Regions from separate parts of the Ovis aries genome. Here region 2 is linked to region 1. The links are chromatin contacts, called in public Hi-C maps. All regions are on one chromosome and are shown on one strand. Each heading gives the region's core, a stretch centred on a gene start, on an enhancer-like site or on the middle of the called end of the contact. The rest is flanking DNA. Distances are from core to core; before and after follow the strand shown.

The links. A called contact is a pair of places that touch in the nucleus more often than the background predicts.
Region 2: a contact with region 1 is called in a Hi-C map of mixed tissues, with 3 times the contacts expected there. The contact joins the promoter of PPM1J here to the promoter of WNT2B in region 1. A contact is called at or near these places in 7 of 16 Hi-C or Micro-C datasets (blood, hypothalamus, mixed tissues and 1 more).

Annotation. Positions count from the first base shown.
Region 1 is chr1:89,920,632-89,925,687 of ARS-UI_Ramb_v3.0, reverse strand. It overlaps WNT2B (Wnt family member 2B), which reads right to left and starts at 2,572. Exons shown (of 5, transcript XM_004002328.6): 1 at 2,097-2,572. The coding sequence starts at 2,287.
Region 2 is chr1:90,109,233-90,114,137 of ARS-UI_Ramb_v3.0, reverse strand. PPM1J (protein phosphatase, Mg2+/Mn2+ dependent 1J) reads left to right here and starts at 2,436. Exons shown (of 11, transcript XM_042252585.2): 1 at 2,436-2,795; 2 at 4,398-4,512. The coding sequence starts at 2,470.

The DNA of each region.
Region 1 (5,056 bases), core at 1,323-3,822:
GAGAATCACCTTGGGGGCCTAACCTGCCTTTGGAAAGCAGCTTTCTACTTTATCCCAGAAGTGATGACTACTGAGGCAGGCATCTGGGGCCTGCAGCTATGACCCCTATGAGGCAAGCAGACTGAAATGGCCTCGCACTCACTGCCCATCCTGGCCCTGTTGCTGCCTTCCTCCAGTTCACAGGGACTGCTGAATCCCTCCGTATCACCCACTCATCTGCTTCCCTCCCTCCCTAGCTAGCTCTTTCACCCAGGAGTTTTTCCAAAATCTTTAATATGAACCACATGGGGGGAGAGTAATAGAGGGAGAAAGGAAAAGAGGGTAGCCAAGGGGACAAAATGGGGGCTCGGAAGAGCCCCAGTTAGGCCTTTAGGAGCTGCTTAACCAGGATGCTGAAATTACCAGAGTGACACTTCCTCACCTAAACAGCAAGTGGACCAAGGCTGCCTCCCAAATTGGTAAGAAGCAATCAAGAGTCCCTAAAAGCAAACTGTTATCCGGGATGGATAAAGATGCACAGTGATCAGTTCATTCTCCGTCTACAAGGCCACTGAAGGCACAAGTCTCCAGACAAAACTGAGCCCATGAAAGTAAAGGGTAGCTTTGATCTCACACAGAACTTTGAAGGGCTTTTCTCCTCATCCCCTTCTTCCTTTTCCTTTTCTAAAAGAATGTTTCAAGCCAGATGTAAGATATGGGCCTCCCTGCTCCCCCATCCAGAACCCCCCTCCTTGCCTTCCCCAACACTGCCGAGATAAAAAAGATCCCAAGAAGAGATTTTTCTGAAACAGGAAAGCAGGGAGGGGGGCAGGGCGGGGGGGGGGGGAAGATGGGGATGGAGAAAGACGCATCTTGAAATGATAGGAATCTGCGGCCCAAGCTCGCTGGCCCTTCAGCCAGCTACCCCTCACCCTTCTTCAGCCAAGATTCCAAATCCAGAGAGAAGCCACAGGGTACAAGGGGGAAAGAGACCACACTCTGTGGAGGAGGTGGAGGTCTGGGGGGAGGGGCAGAGCAAGGAGAGGAAGGCGGGCATTGCATGGGTAAAGAGGGGTAACAGCCCAGTCAAAGAGGCCAGTTTAATTGGGGGGTGAAGAGGAAAGACAAGACTACTAAGTCATTTCTCAGTCCCACTCTCCCCCTGCTCAGCCCCTAGGAGGTAGGGGAGGAGAGAGGGCAGCTCAGTTCTGGGAGAAAAAGATGGGTGCCATCTAGACCCGGGGCGGGGGGGGGGGGGGGTGGAGAGAAGAACAGATACCCAGTGGATTCGTAATTCCTTCTGCCTCATTTGCCCTCATGTGAAATGCCTGGTGTCTAAGGCCTGCAAGAAATCTGAGGAGAGGATCTCTTAATGCTTTGAGACTAGAAGCCTCTAGTTCTTAGAGGGGAAAAGATGGGAGAAGGGCTCATCTAGGGAAGAAAAAGGAAGCAGAGAAGGAGATAAAGGTTCGAAGCGAGATCCGCAAAACAGGCTGAAGACAAAATGTCTAAAGCATGCAAACCCAAGTAATCTGTCTGTTTTAGTTGTGGGAGTTAAGGGGGTAGTTTTTGCCTTAATTCCATTTCTAAACCTTGCGCTGGGTACCGCTGCCTCACCCGCGCCTCACTGCGCAGTGGGGTGAGGGTCGACCAACGAGAGGCTCGTCCAAGTTTGCCAGCTGCCTCTTTCTCCACCTCCCGAGGGCAGGCGGGGACAACCTCAGGGGATCGGAGAGTTCTCTTGGACGGCCACCGCGGCCCCAGACTGGTTCCTTGAATCCATCCTAAGAGAAACTCGTAAGGTAGCTTTTGCCCTACGAGAACTGAGCTGAAATAGAGGAGGTCTGAGAAGCCTCGATTACCCCGCGTCCCTGCTCCGAGTACCTAGCGCCCTCATCACCGGACGGGGAAGGAGCGGCGCCACCTTACCCCCTCCCCATGCCCCTGCGCCCCTTGGCGACTTCAGTGACAGTTGAGCCCGGATCGTCTCTAATTCCCGTTACAGCGACAACCTGGTCTCCTGAGCAGCGGGGGCCGGGAGCTGTATATTCCCTTTGGGCGCGTCTGGCCCCTTTAACCCAGGACCTCACCCTCCCAACCCCGAGAGCCACACTCACCACCAGGACGTGTCTACGCGGGCCGGCAGCGTCAGCAGCAGTAGCAGCAACAGAAGGCAGGCAAGACTTAGGCGGGCCGAAGCCCGAGAGCCGTCGGGGGCCGTGGGTCTGGCAGCCGACTCGCGGACAGGGGAGCGAACGCGTCGAGGGGGTCGCTGCGCGGATTCCTCCGCACCACCCGGCCTCAGCATAGCTCCCCGAAGACTCCCGCCACGCGGCCCGGAGGGGCGTGGACCGGGCACCGGCTGAGGGTACTCAGGCTGCTCCTACTTCACCCCCCTGGGGGGCCATAAGGCTCGCCGCCGGCCGGGGACCCAAGGGCACCTAGTGTCCAGGAGCCGGGGCGCCAGGTCCCGGAGAGGGGCACAGGGAGCCGTGTCTGGAAGCCGACGACACCGCGCCGAACTCGCCGAACCAGGCAGGGTTGCGGTGTCAGGGGGTCGGCGGCGCGGAGTGGGGCTGCGGACAGAGTGTGCGGACAGCCCCTCCGGCCGCGGGCTCTCATTGGACGGCGCGGGGCGGGGCCGAAGCCCCGGACACGCGCGGCCCTCAGGGCGGCTCCGCCCGCGCCAGCTCCCGGCGCTCCGCGGCGCCCTAGGTGTGGCGGCCGCCTCCGCCCCTCGGCGCCCCTAGCACCGCGCCGCGCCCCCACCTGCCCGGGACTGACGGGGCGCAGTGGCGCCCTTCTGCGCCCGGAGCACCCAGTCCCTGCCCACGCCGCGCCACCGGGTCCTAGCGCCCTGCATTCGGCAACGCCAGCCTCCGTGGGTGACGGCCCGGGGGCCCGGGGGAGGGGAGCTGCAGACGCTTTCCCCTACAGCCATCTAACCTACAGTGACACTGGAGTGAGCCACAGAGGGCTTGGGCATTTCCTCGGGCTCTCTCCCCCTCGGTTCTTGCGCTTCTGTGAAATGGGTAGAAGCTCTGCCGCGGGGAGTTGCGGGAGAATCTTGATTCCCTTTCCACCGCTGCCAACGCGGGCGCCACCGGCTGCCGACCTCAGGTAGGGCTTCTCTCATCGACCACCCGCTGCCCCTGGTTTTCTCTCTCTCTCTCTTTCACACACACACACACACACGCACACACACACACACAGCCGACTTCAGGTAGGGGCTTCTCTCGTCCACGACCCGCTGCCCCTGGTATATACACACGCACACACAGCGTTTAGACATAGGTCCCCCACACACACCCACACCCTCACACCCCGTTTAGACACAGGTCCCGCCTGCCGGCCGGCGATGACCAAAGCCGAGAAGCACACCTGCGGGCCGGACGCGAACTCCCAGCCCTTTGCTGCCCGGGTTCAGCACAGCTCAGTCGCTCCCAGCTCTCCCGAAGCTTCGGTCCCCCACCCCTTCGGGCGGGGCTGCGAGTACAAGAGAATCAGAAACAGCTGGGCGGCTTTCCCGAACCAGAGGCCAGGGTGGGGGTCCTGCTGAGAGAGTGGGAGCCCCTGAGCCATTTCTCTCCTTCGCCTTTCCACCCTTCCTCCTCCCCACTGCTCCCTTCCTTCCCCCCTCCTCCGCTCCCCCCCCCCGCCAGCCCCCCAGCAGCCTGGAGGCGTGGTAAATTGTGAAGGGCTTGGGGGGCTGGCAGCTGTAGAAACTGACCCCCTCCTTCCCTCCACACTTCTTAGGTTGGCAGGTAGAGCTTCCGGAGACAGGGTGCCCTTACTGAGACCTAAAAATTCTTTTTGAAAAATCCTGGATCTTCCAACTTCCAGAGTACACCTGGGGTCTGGCCCCAACCGCTTCTCCAGCCTCAGTTTCTCCTGCCTAGCCCCTCATTCCCAGGTGTCTTTCCTGCCTCTCCCCGTGATTTATCTAAACTATAAAGCCCTGGTGTAAACAACGCGCTGGAAACTGCCCAGCCCCTTCAACCCCAAACTCATTGTCAGTTCTTGGTTGGGGGGGGAAGGGGGGTCGGTGTTAGAGACTCCGGAGTGTGAGCGGACAGGGCGCAGCTGGCTGCAGAGAGGCTGCAGACATCCCAGAGGCAGACATGAGGGAGAAGGGCTCAGGGAGACCTTTATCCCCTCTAGCCATCTCTCAGCCCTTCACCTCACTTTCTGCGGCAGGGGGCGGAGTGAGTTCATTAATGCAACAAACATTTATTCCCTACCATGTGCCAGACTGTGCTAGGCACATCAGTGAAACAAAGCAAAACGAACAATGTCAGCCTGTATGGAGGTTTCACTTATATTGGAAGAAGATCGACAATAACCAGTAAACATCATAAGTAATACATAGAGCATGTTAGAAAGTGGTAAGTAGAGGGGGAAACAAGAGTTGTTCAGGGTAGGCCCCATTAAGGGGACATTCAAAGCCTCATGCAACAGAGAAGGTGCCCACCCCTGGGGGAACGTAGGAAATGGGGGCTGGACAGGAATTGGATGGGAGTGAGCGACGGTGAATACAGAGACCAGGCAGGGTCCGCATGCTAGCCGCATTCTTCCCTGCCAATCGACCCATCCCCTCTCTTCTCTCTGTCAGTCTGGGAAGCTCCAGTCAATCCTTCTGTTTCCCCGAAAAGAAGCCAACTCTATCCTGAGCTTCCTTGAGAGGGGCAGGTGAAAGAGGAGTAGGCCTAGGCTCTTTCCTGTCGAGACCCCTTTCTTTCCACCCTTCTTTCACTTCCTCCCAGCCCAGCCCCACCCTGATGCTGGGCAGCAGTCTGCAAGCTCTGGCAGCCTCTCCTAGACTCCCCTGTGTGCGGAGGCCTGGGTGTGACTCTGGCCCTGTATTTATTTCTACATATGGGCCTGAGGTTGTGGGGTGGGGAACTGGAGATGACCACATCAACCCTAACCTTGGGTGGACTCGCCCACATGGGCCCCAAACTCACTTACGAGGCCCCTTCTTTGGCTTCAGCTGTCCTCATAGTCAAGTGGGACCGTGTCTTGGCACAACATAGATGCTCAACTATTAAAGCATATTGCTGAACTGAGGGGGGCCCCA
Region 2 (4,905 bases), core at 1,187-3,686, 190 kb before region 1:
AATGGGGAGGGCAGAGGCAAGGGGAAGAAGCCCAGTTCTGGACTCTGAGCCATTGCATGTGGCCCAGGACAGAGGGACTTCTCTTAAGGAAGCCCAGTTCCCACCCCTAGCCGAGGCCTTGCACACTCCTGGCAGGACCAGCCTCTGAACAGTTCTCAGCAGAGAAGAATAACCTACACGATTGCTTCTTCCCACTGCATGCCTGCTTTTCCCTTTCACTCTGTGCTGCCTTGGGGATGAACAGAGGTGGTGACCTTCTCACCAGGTTCTGGGGCAGTCTGAGGATGGAGGAGGTGTGATGATGCCAGGAATAGCTGGTGAGAGATTCAGGGAGAGGAGATCCTTAGGATTTGGGTATGGTCAGAAGGCTGTTCTGAAGCCCAAGGAAACTGTTGACATCCCTGTTGACCATCTGGTGCTGAAACTAGGAGGTCTTTGGGCCCTGGCTCTGTAGCCCACTTGCAGTCACATCATGATGGATGTTGTGAAGAGCAAGAATTACGGAGCTGAGGGGAAAAAAAGGAATTACGGAGCTGAGTGACACAGAGAAGTGGTAAGCAAACTGTCCCAGAAACACTGAATAATAAAAATAGCCAGGATGTTGTATTTTTTTCTTCTGTCTTTAGCTTGCTGTAGCTGTTTATGCCATTTATCTGTGAGCTCATTTCAGTTTTTCTCAAACAGGAGGGAAATATCCTTAGCAGCAGCAGCAAGTCCTTTATCTCCATCTGCCTTGCCACTCTGTGTGCCTTGGGTCTGACTTTTGTGTTCTCTTTTCTTGTGACTTCTTTTTTATTTCTCTCTGCCCAGGGTGTAGGTGTAATTACAGAAGTCTACCAACCTGAATGACCATTGTGATATTTTTATTTGGAAGCTACCAGGAAAGTCACCCCTTCTGGGGCTACAGGGTAGCCAGGAACAGAGTCGTGGTCAGGAAGCACCCACCAGACAGTCCAGAGGTGGAATACCCATCATGAACTGGGTGCCAGTGACCTCTGAGGACTACCCTAACTTGCATTAGGACCTTAAGGGCCTTGTCCCCATTTGAACCATGCATGGGGAAGGAGGTGTCTCTGGAAGCCCAATCAATTCCCAGGCTTAGGGACCATAGCTCTTTCAGCAGCCTGTCTGTACTGCCCTCCCCTCTCAGCTAGGCACTTAGCCTGGCCTCTGTCTCCCCCCGGTGGCAGTCACAGAAGTTGTGCACCTGGATTGCTCTCAGTCTCTGTGTTAAGAGAAAGAGGGTGAGAGAAAAGGAACCCCCACTTTTCTGCTCTTCACCTATCTCTTCTTAACTCTTCTTCTCTGATCTAGATTCTTAAGATAGTATCAGTTTAGGTGGTTGGGAAATGGACACAGGCATAAATTTCACACTGGGTGGTTGACCTCCTGGAATAAGTCATGTAAAATAACAGGAGCGTCCAGACATGCCTCATCCATAAAAAGAACATAACAAAAACCTAGGTAGGGTTAGTGTGCAGTGTAAAGGGCCTGAAGTACAGAAAGCGCTTTGCAGAGGGACCATTATGTAGTTAGTCCTCAATAAATGGTAGTCATTGTTGTTATTCTTACTACCTAATTCTGTGGTAAAGAAAGAAAGTGAAGTTGCTCAGTCATGTCCGACTCTTTGTAACCCTATGGACTGTAGCCTACCAGGCTCCTCTGTCCATGGAATTTTCCAGGCAAGAGTACTGGAGTGGGTTGCCATTTCCTTCTCCAGGGGATCTTCCCAACCCAGGGATCGAACCCAGGTCTCCCGCATTGCAGGCAGACGCTTTACCATCTGAACCACCAGGGAAGGTGTTTTAAATATGGAAATATGGGAAGAAATTGGGTCCTGAAGAAAAATGGAGTGGCAACCGCTCTGACGGATCTAGAGGTGGTCTTCACGGGGAACAGTGCCTCTAGGAATCCAGGAACTTATCCAGCTCCCCAGTGCAGGATGACTGGCTCCAGCCTGCCTTGTTACCATCTCCACAGCAACCCAGCAACAGTTCGCTCGCCCTCATTCTCACTCTGGCAGACCAAGCCAGAGGTGTTATCACACCAGAGCTTCACACCCATAGGTCTTTGATGGAAGTCATCAGCTCCACCAACCTCTGGGCAGGCTGGCCACAACGAACCGAGGTCGAGGAGACACCACCTTCCCGTCACAATGGGGAAGTTCTAGCTGATGTCTAATGTAGAGCAAGGCTGAAGTAAGATTTCCTTCTCTCTGTTCCCTCCCTACAACAGCAGACCCTTCTTCCCCTAAAAAACGGAGGCGGGAGAAGCCGGACGGGGCGGGTAGAGGCCACTAGCCCGCGGGGCGGGTCCGGGAGCCGGGAAGTTTTGCCGGGGACCTGCCTGGGGGCGGGGAGCCAATGGAGGGACCGAACCGACCAGAGCGAGCACCGCCCCTCGCGAGCCCTAGGGGGCGGGGCCTGCTCTGGGGCGGGGCCACGGCCGAGGGCGGGGCAGGGAGGCAGCATGCTAAACCGGGTGCGCTCGGCCGTGGCGCACCTGGTGAGCTCTGGGGGCGCCCCGCCTTCGCGCCCCAAGTCGCCAGACCTGCCCAACGCGACCTCGGCGCCACCCGCTGCCCCTCCACAAGCTCCTAGGAGTCCTCCGGCCAGGGCTGGGAGCGGGGGTGCGGCTCCAGCGAGGACAGTAGAGGCTCGAGCAAGCTTCTCCCGACCGACTTTTCTGCAGCTGAGCCCCGGGGGGCTGCGACGCGCCGACGACCACGCTGGCCGGGCTGTGCAAAGCCCACCGGACACCGGCCGTCGCCTGCCTTGGAGCACGGGCTACGCCGAGTGAGCGCCCCCAGGGGCACCCTAACCAGGATGGGACTCCCCCTCCCAACCTCCTCCCCACCTCGGCATTCCCGGCCCTGGGATGCATCCCCCTCGCCGCGCTCGGTGCCAGGGGGCTCCCTTTTCCCAGGACCTTTGCTTTCCCTGGGCTTCGGGCCGCACCCGCTCCCAGCCCTTTCTCAAGTCGGGTGCAGCTTTTTCTCAGGATCTTCTAGCTCCCTGACTGTCCTCACCCGCGCCGCTTCAGAACCTTGTTCTCTCCCAGAGCCGGGAGGGCGAAGGGCCCGTGAGCGATGAGTTGGCCAGTTCTCAGCCGCGGCCCCGTAGTTTAGCGGCCAAGACAGGGGAGGTGTCAAGGGCCGGGGGTCCCTTGTAACATAGGAGATGGCAGCTGGAAAAATTCGTTGGGCTTCCCGACCCCAGCGCCCCAGTTCCCTGTCCCTCTTACCGTTCCCCTCCCCCTCCACACCCAGAAATAGCCCTCGACACCAGGCTGCCGCCGGCTTTCCCAGGGGCGGAAGGTAGGGGGCGGGGGGCGCCCGGGGGAAGCGGGAGGGCCCCCTTGAACACCCTTTGGTGGGTGGACTTGCCCTGGCCAGGCAAGGAAGTGGACCCTCGGGCCAGAGCGGTCAGAGTGGCAGGAGCAGCCGGCTTGCTCCAAGGCCACCTGGGTTTTGTTTGTCTGTCTGTATGTCATGAGGGATCTTAGTTCCCTGACCAGAGATACGGGATTGGAGGTGAAAGCACCTAACCACTGGACCGCCAGGGAATTCCCATAGGGCCCGTGGATTTTTAATGCATCTGCTGGGAAAGCAGAGCACTTAGGAAGCTGAGGGTGCCCAGGGGCTGAGGGTGGTGGCTGGCGGACCTGTGGCCCCACTATCAGCTCCTTTAACTTCCTATTTGGAAAGAGTTTGGGGTTGTGTGGCTCCAGCACAGTCCATGGGGTCTTCCACTCCTACCCTATTTCAATTCCTCTTTCCTGATATGGGCTGGTACACTTACTCTTTGCCAAAGCAGCAGAAACTGGGACTTCCATGTTAAGACGCCAAGCTTCCAACACAGGGCGCTCAGGTTCCATCCCTGATTGGGAAACTAAGACCCCCACAAGCAGTCAAAAAACAAAAACAAAAAAAACAAAGCAGCAGAAACTTTCACTGGATGATTTTAGGATAAAGGTGGGTGTACTTGTGAGGGTAGGGTGGGGTCTTGTGGATAGGGCACTAGAACAGTTTGGGGGGAGGTGCACCAGGGTGGATGTAGGATCTTGGCAAGCCAGGAATTAAAACCTCCTCCCCTTCATCCAGGCCTTCCCCCAGTAGCACCATCAGGATGTCCCCTTAGCCAGAGGTGGGAGGACTGAGGTGGGAAAGTGCTGCTGTGGCTGTGGCCTTTCTAGAAGCGGTGGAGCCTGACACCCAGACTGTACTCCTTGTGACTTGCCCTGCCTCCCTTCTCCTCCTCCCTCTGGCCTGGTTCCCAGGTGGCTGTGACCTTTCTCAGCTTGGCCAGCAGGCCAGAGAGGGTATGTGTGTCTAAGGTGGGAGTTATTCCAGGACCTGGCCTGGTATCCAACCTGATGTGGTCACTCTGGCCTGATAGGGTCATCAACGCTGGCAAGAGCCGGCACAATGAGGACCAGGCTTGCTGTGAAGTGGTGTATGTGGAAGGCCGGAGGAGTGTTTCAGGGGCACCTAGGGAGCCTAGCCGAGGCCAGGTAAGCCCCCCACCCCCTTTCCTAGCCTCCAGAGACATGGGAGACACCTCTCCCCAGGGATTCTAGGCATTTAGTTTTTCATCTGAGCCACGCAATACCTCCTAAATCACTAGCTTTCTGCCTATGGCACAGAACCTTTATCTGACATTGTTCAGTTAGATTCTACCATGTCAGTATGAATATTTAGTTTTCCACCTAAAATGTAGATGCTCATGTATTTATTGATAATTTAAATAATTACCATTGCTTATGTTTGCATCTTTATCCTTTGACTCTTTTGATACTTTGCTTTTAGACACATTGTAGGCCCTTGGTGAATGAATGAATAAATCTAATTTGCCTTTAATACCAAACTCTGACTTCCTTTCTGATGTTTATATGGATGCCCAGAGT